Linked DNA regions of Sus scrofa: region 1 is linked to region 2. A link is a contact called in public Hi-C data. All regions are on one chromosome and are shown on one strand. Each heading gives the region's core, a stretch centred on a gene start, on an enhancer-like site or on the middle of the called end of the contact. The rest is flanking DNA. Distances are from core to core; before and after follow the strand shown. Region 1 holds the start of CCL16 (C-C motif chemokine 16). Region 2 has its middle 12 kb from the start of CCL4.

What was found. Hi-C and Micro-C count contacts between places; a contact is called where the count stands out from the background.
Region 1: a Hi-C map of blood shows a contact between it and region 2, with 4 times the contacts expected there. The contact joins the promoter of CCL16 here to the enhancer-like site in region 2. A contact is called at or near these places in 1 of 5 promoter capture datasets (liver), 26 of 47 Hi-C or Micro-C datasets (adipose tissue, alveolar macrophages, blood and 14 more) and 2 of 2 datasets of contacts at active chromatin or transcription factors (alveolar macrophages and skeletal muscle).

Annotation. Positions count from the first base shown.
Region 1 is chr12:39,616,922-39,619,621 of Sscrofa11.1, reverse strand. It overlaps CCL16 (C-C motif chemokine 16), which reads right to left and starts at 1,435. Exons shown (of 3, transcript XM_003131714.4): 1 at 1,133-1,435. The coding sequence starts at 1,208.
Region 2 is chr12:39,467,062-39,469,761 of Sscrofa11.1, reverse strand. No RefSeq gene overlaps it. Among named protein-coding and RNA genes, the nearest start is that of CCL4, 12 kb to the left of the region's middle. Within about 2 kb of position 1,316, at least 3 of the 83 cell types and tissues checked have an H3K27ac peak or open chromatin away from gene starts, as enhancers often do. A contact at or near this core is called in alveolar macrophages, where this site is marked.

The sequences.
Region 1 (2,700 bases), core at 186-2,685, 150 kb before region 2:
TAGAAGTGCCGTTTGCCTTGAGCGCCCCAGACTGCCCATCAGTTGGGGTGTCACACAGAGGGCAGGTTGCTACACCTGCAGAATGCAAATCCCTGACCTTTGCTTCTGGCTGGTGGCAAAGCTGAAGTCTTCTCAAGAGCACCGTTTGGCTGATCCACGCTTTGGGGGGTTGGTTTCCTGCTTGACCTTCCCGAAGGGCCCTGAGACACCTCTGCACACAGTCCCACTGGGCCTCAGGCAACATTTATGAAGACCAGGGGCTTCCTGAGGGTATGAGGGCATATTGCAATGGTGTGTGTGACCCTTGCTCCCTGAGTGTTTACACAGGCAGAGTCCGACCAGACTGTATGCCAAGGGTAGCTTTAGGGAGAAAAGAATGGGGCAGCTGAAGGCAGGTAGGTGGAAGACCTGAGTGTCTTAGTTGCTCCCCTGTCACCAGCCTTTATAAATGATGGCAGAGGAAGGGGTAGGGAGTGGACAAAACGAATCCTGTTCTCCATAGGTCCCAGGCATCCCGTGGCTTCAAAATCTCTCAACTCCTTTTCTCATTTCTACAGATTTTATTTAATCCTAGGCTGGGGGATGGAGACAGAAATGCTAAAATAGCACTCTTGGGCATCCCACTGGGACTTGTTTTGGTTGCCCTGATGGTCCCAGCAATCCATGCCGGACACTGCGAGCAAGGCCTTGTGGGTTCAGACTCTGCGTTCCCGGGCTTCCCTCATCCCTAGCCTCCCTCAGCCCGCCTCCCAGACTCCCCTCGTCCTGCCCTTTCGGGGGAACCTATGGCTTTTCTCCTCCTCATCACGTTTGTTCACTCCTGTCTCTTCTGCTGCTTCCTCGGCTCTTCCTCCTAAGTGCTCACACCTGCTCTCCATCCCGAGGACCCCTGATGTAACCTTGACCCAGCTTCCTGAACCTGCCCGACCAACCCCAGAAGGATGTGGACCACAGCCCAGCTCCACTTACAAAGGAGGGAGATTAAGGACAGCAGCTCTGGGTGCAGGAGCGGAGAGGCCCTGGGGCGGGTGACAGAGATCTGACAGTATTCTCAGCGTCACCTCGCAGCATGCCAGCTGCCCCATTTCCCCTTTCTTTCGGCTGCCCTTCAGGGACGGGTGGACTCACTCACTTTCCTGGCCGCGAAGAGCAGAAGTAGTGGCGAGGATGAGGATGAGGAGAAAGAGGGAAGCCACGGAGACCTTCATCTTCTCGAGGGGGCAGTTTAGCTCCAGGGCAGGGCTGAGCGGAGGTGGGCTCCCTGCTGGTCCTCCCTCTGAGCCCTCAGCTCTCTGGACTCTGACCGCTTCAGAGCGGGTGGAGGAGGAGAGACAACGGGCCTCCCTGGGTGTCTGCCCAAAGGGAGGGTGGTGGAGGGTAGGGGCTGGTGCAGAGGTGAATTCAGTCAGATTTGAATCCGTGTGAAGGAAAAAAACGAGTGGAAGGGAAAGTGTGAGCATGCGCCGTGTGTCAGCACCTCGCACGCCCTAATTCGCTTAGTCCTCACCGCAGGGAGGAGAGATTCTCACTCCCCTTTTAAACAAATTTAACTTATTTTTTATTTTCTTTTTTCTTTTAGCCCCACACATAATGGAAGTTCCGAGGCTAGGGGTCAAATCAGAGCTGCAGCTGCTAGCCTACACCGCAGCCACAGCAACTTGGGATCCGAGCTGCATCTGCGACCTACACCACAGCTCATGCTGGATCCTTAACCCACTGAGTGGGGCCAGGGATTGAACTTGCATCCTCATGGATATTAGTCGGGTTCTTAACCTGCTGAGCCACAGTGGGAACTCCTTCACTCCCATTTTGCAGAAAGCAGGAGAGCACAGACTGAGGCAAGGGTAGGGTTTAGTGCCCTCTGAAAAGGATGTTCCCCCCACCCCTCCCAGAACCCATGATTGAGCTCACTTTTGTCACAGGTTATGTAACTAATAGTAAAAAAAAAAAAATCCTGATCCTTGGTCCCCACTTGTTGCTGAAGTGTTTGGTTTATTTGTTAATGTTCTCATTTATCTCTTTGGACCTTGGACTCAGAACCAGTTTTAGGTCTAGTTGTCTGATCCCTTCTGGGTGCCCGCTGTGTGGGTTAATCGGATCTGCCACTGTGACCAGCAGAGGGCGCCCCAAGACTCCAAGCCCGAAAACCTGCTTCTGAGACCCAAAGTTCTAGCTTCTGCCCTCGGGCTTTGGCTGAGGCTGGACCCGTCCCTCAGCATCTTCTCTCTTCAGACTGCCTCAGGACCCCGTTTCAGATTGGAGGCAGCGTTCAGAGAAGAAATGAAAGAGAGATTTTGCCTTTGATGGACTGTGAACTTCTGAAGCCTGAGGGAATGTTTTGGGAGATCAGAGCAGAGGGAGGCAGAGCAAAACAAGGACTATGAAGATCCTTATGGGGCTTGCTGATTGGCATGACTGCTCATAAATAGGGAACACATATGATGCAATTAGTCCTGGTGGGTTCAAGGCAGTTAATGGTGGTGAAACCGTGGCTTTTTATGAGGGTGGGGAGAGTGTGTAGGTGGGACAGCACTTGACCTCTGTTCATGGAGGCGATGAAGTTCGAGGAAGCCTGGCTGTACCTTTAGCTGCAGGCACCCTCTTGGGCCTTGTCAGTGGAGGCTGGAGGCCAGGGAAGGTGGTCGTTGTGCCTACACTGGGAGTGCTCTTTCTCTAAGTTCACAGAGTGCCTTGTTGAAC
Region 2 (2,700 bases), core at 67-2,566:
CTTTCTGCTAGCTAGCGGGCCTGTAAGCTTGCTGTGGCGTGGGGGGTATTCTATGGGGACCCACCCCTTCTTCTCTCCCCTCCCCAGCACGGGCGCAGACCAGGCTCTTCTCCCAGGTTCCCTCTGAGGCGGCTTTCCACTTCCCCGCCCCTAGAGTATTGCTCCCTTCCTCTGCGACAGCTTTGTTTTCTAGTCTCCCAGGCAGTCTCTGCCCCGTCAAATGGTTTAGAGACCTCCCAAGCAGTTTCCGCTCTTCCCCGCCCCCCTAGCCCAGGGACTAATCTCTGGAGCTGAGGTCTCGGTGCCCAGCCCCCCCACCAGGCGTCCCCCGGCCCTTTCTTGGGGACTAACCTTCGGAGGCGAGGTCTCGGTGCCCAGCCCCAACCCAGGCGTCCCCCGGCCCCCTCTCGGGGACCAACCTTCAGAGCTGAGGTCTCGGTGCCCAGCCCCCACCCAGGCGTCCCCCGGCCCTTTCCCGGGGACTAACCTCTGGAGCCGAGGATTCGGTGCCCAGCCCCCACCCAGGCGTCTCAATTTTTGCTGACTGTGCCCGTAGTTCAGATGGTCCGTTGGGTTCTTGATCTTTTTTCCGTACTCCGACTTACTGCTACACTCTTCTCTGCATCTGGAGATTCCTCCGGTTCGTTTGATCTTTCCCCCGGTAGGAGACTTTCCAGGGTGCGGGATCCCTTTCTCCTCCGCAGTTCCCTTTCGGGAGCGCCCGTCCCGCTCGGATTCACCTTCTCTCACTCTCCTCTTTTCTCCCGTTCTGCCCAATAATGTCACGAACTTCTTGCCGTTATTGGAGTTTAGGTTCCTCTGCCAGCGATTGGTTGTTGTTCTGTGCGAGTCATTTCTTCTGTAGATGTGCTTTTTTTGTTGTGTTTGTGGGAGAGGGCGAGCGTGTCCCCCTACTCCTCCGCCATCTTGTCCTCTCCCCAGTCATCTGTTGATGTATACTTAGAGTGTTTCTATGCCTTGGCTACTATAAATAATGTTGCAATGAACACTGAGGTGCATGTATTAAAATTAGAATTTGAATCTTTTCTGTATATATGCCCAGGAGTGGGATTGCTAGATTGTACGGTGACTCTAATTTCAGTTATTTAAGGAACATCCACACTTTTTTCCATATTGGCTGCACCAATTTATATTTCTACACACAGAGTAGGGGGATTCCCTTTTCTCCACATCCTCTCCAACATTTATTATTTATAGACTTTTTAGTGATGGCCATTCTGACTAGTGTGAGAATGTGAGGAAACCTCATTGCGGTTTTGATTTGCATGGCTTGTTTGAGTGTTCTTAGTCCAATGAGAAAGGAGAAGTGAGACCTCATACCTCTTTGGGGCCCACAGAAACAATTCCTTTCCTTGCCCTACCCTCAGCCGCTTCCCCATCCCACAGCTCCAGAGAAACGTCCTTCAGATTCTGTAGGGACTGAGAGAAGGAGGGGGCAGAACTAATCCCAAAAGGTGTGAGAAGAGGCTAGCAGCAAAGAACCGAGAGCAGTCTTGGCTTCTGCTTTTCATCTGCCTAGATCCAAGCTGTTCAATACATAGCCACAATCCACAAGCGGCTCTCTGAATTTCAATTTAAATGATTTTTCCTTGGCTGTGTCCATGGCGTGTGGAAGTTCCCAGGCCAGGGACCGAATCCACACCATAGCAATGACCTGGGCTGCTGCAGTGACAATGCCAGATCCTTAACCAGCTGTGCCACAAGGGAACTAAATTTCAATTATTTTTTTTATACATTATGTATAGTGTCCAATTTGATAAATTTCAACAGGTGTATATTCTGTGAAATGATCACCACAATCAAGATAATGAATAAATCCGTCACCTTCAAAATAGATCTGCTTTCTGTCACTGTTTATAAAATTCTAGAATTTTACATTATGGAATCATACAGGATGTACTTTTTTGGTGGGGTCTAATTTCTTTCACTCAACCTAATTATTTTGATTTTCATCCATGCTGTTGTGTGTCAATAGTTCATTAATTTTTATTCCTGAGTAGTGTTCCACTGTGTGCATGTACCTCAGTTTGTAAATCCATGCATCTGTTGGTGGATGTTTGAGTTGTTTACAGTTGCTATCACAAATGAAGTTGCAATGAGCATTCATAACTACATGCTTGCATGAAAATATGGTTTCATTTCTCTTGGGTAAATACCTAAGAGTGGAAAGAAACTGCCAAAGAGTTTCTCACAGTGGTTGTACAATTTAGCATTTCCACCAATTGCATATGAGTGATCCAGTTGCTCCCTGGACAACACTTGGTGGGATTATTAGTCTTTTCAAGTATTTTTTAGCTATTCCTGTGGATGAGTATTAGTATCTCCTTATGCTTTTATTTTGCACTTTGCTAATGACTAATGGTGAGTATTTTTTCATGTGCGTATTTGTCTTCCAAATCTTGGGTGAAGTGTCTTAAAATTTTTGCTTGTTTAAAAAGTTGGGTTGTTGGTGGTCCCACTGAATTTTCAGAGTTCTTCATATAGTCTTGCTACAAGGACTTTGTTGGGTAAATGTGTCGCAAGTAGTTTTCCCAGTGTTTGACTACCTTTTTCATTTTAATAACCATATCTATTGAAAACTAAATGTTTAAGATTTTGATGAAACTCTATTGATTGATTCTTATAGTTGGTGCTTTTTGCATCTTATTTATGAATTCTTTGGCAAACCCAAAGTCACTG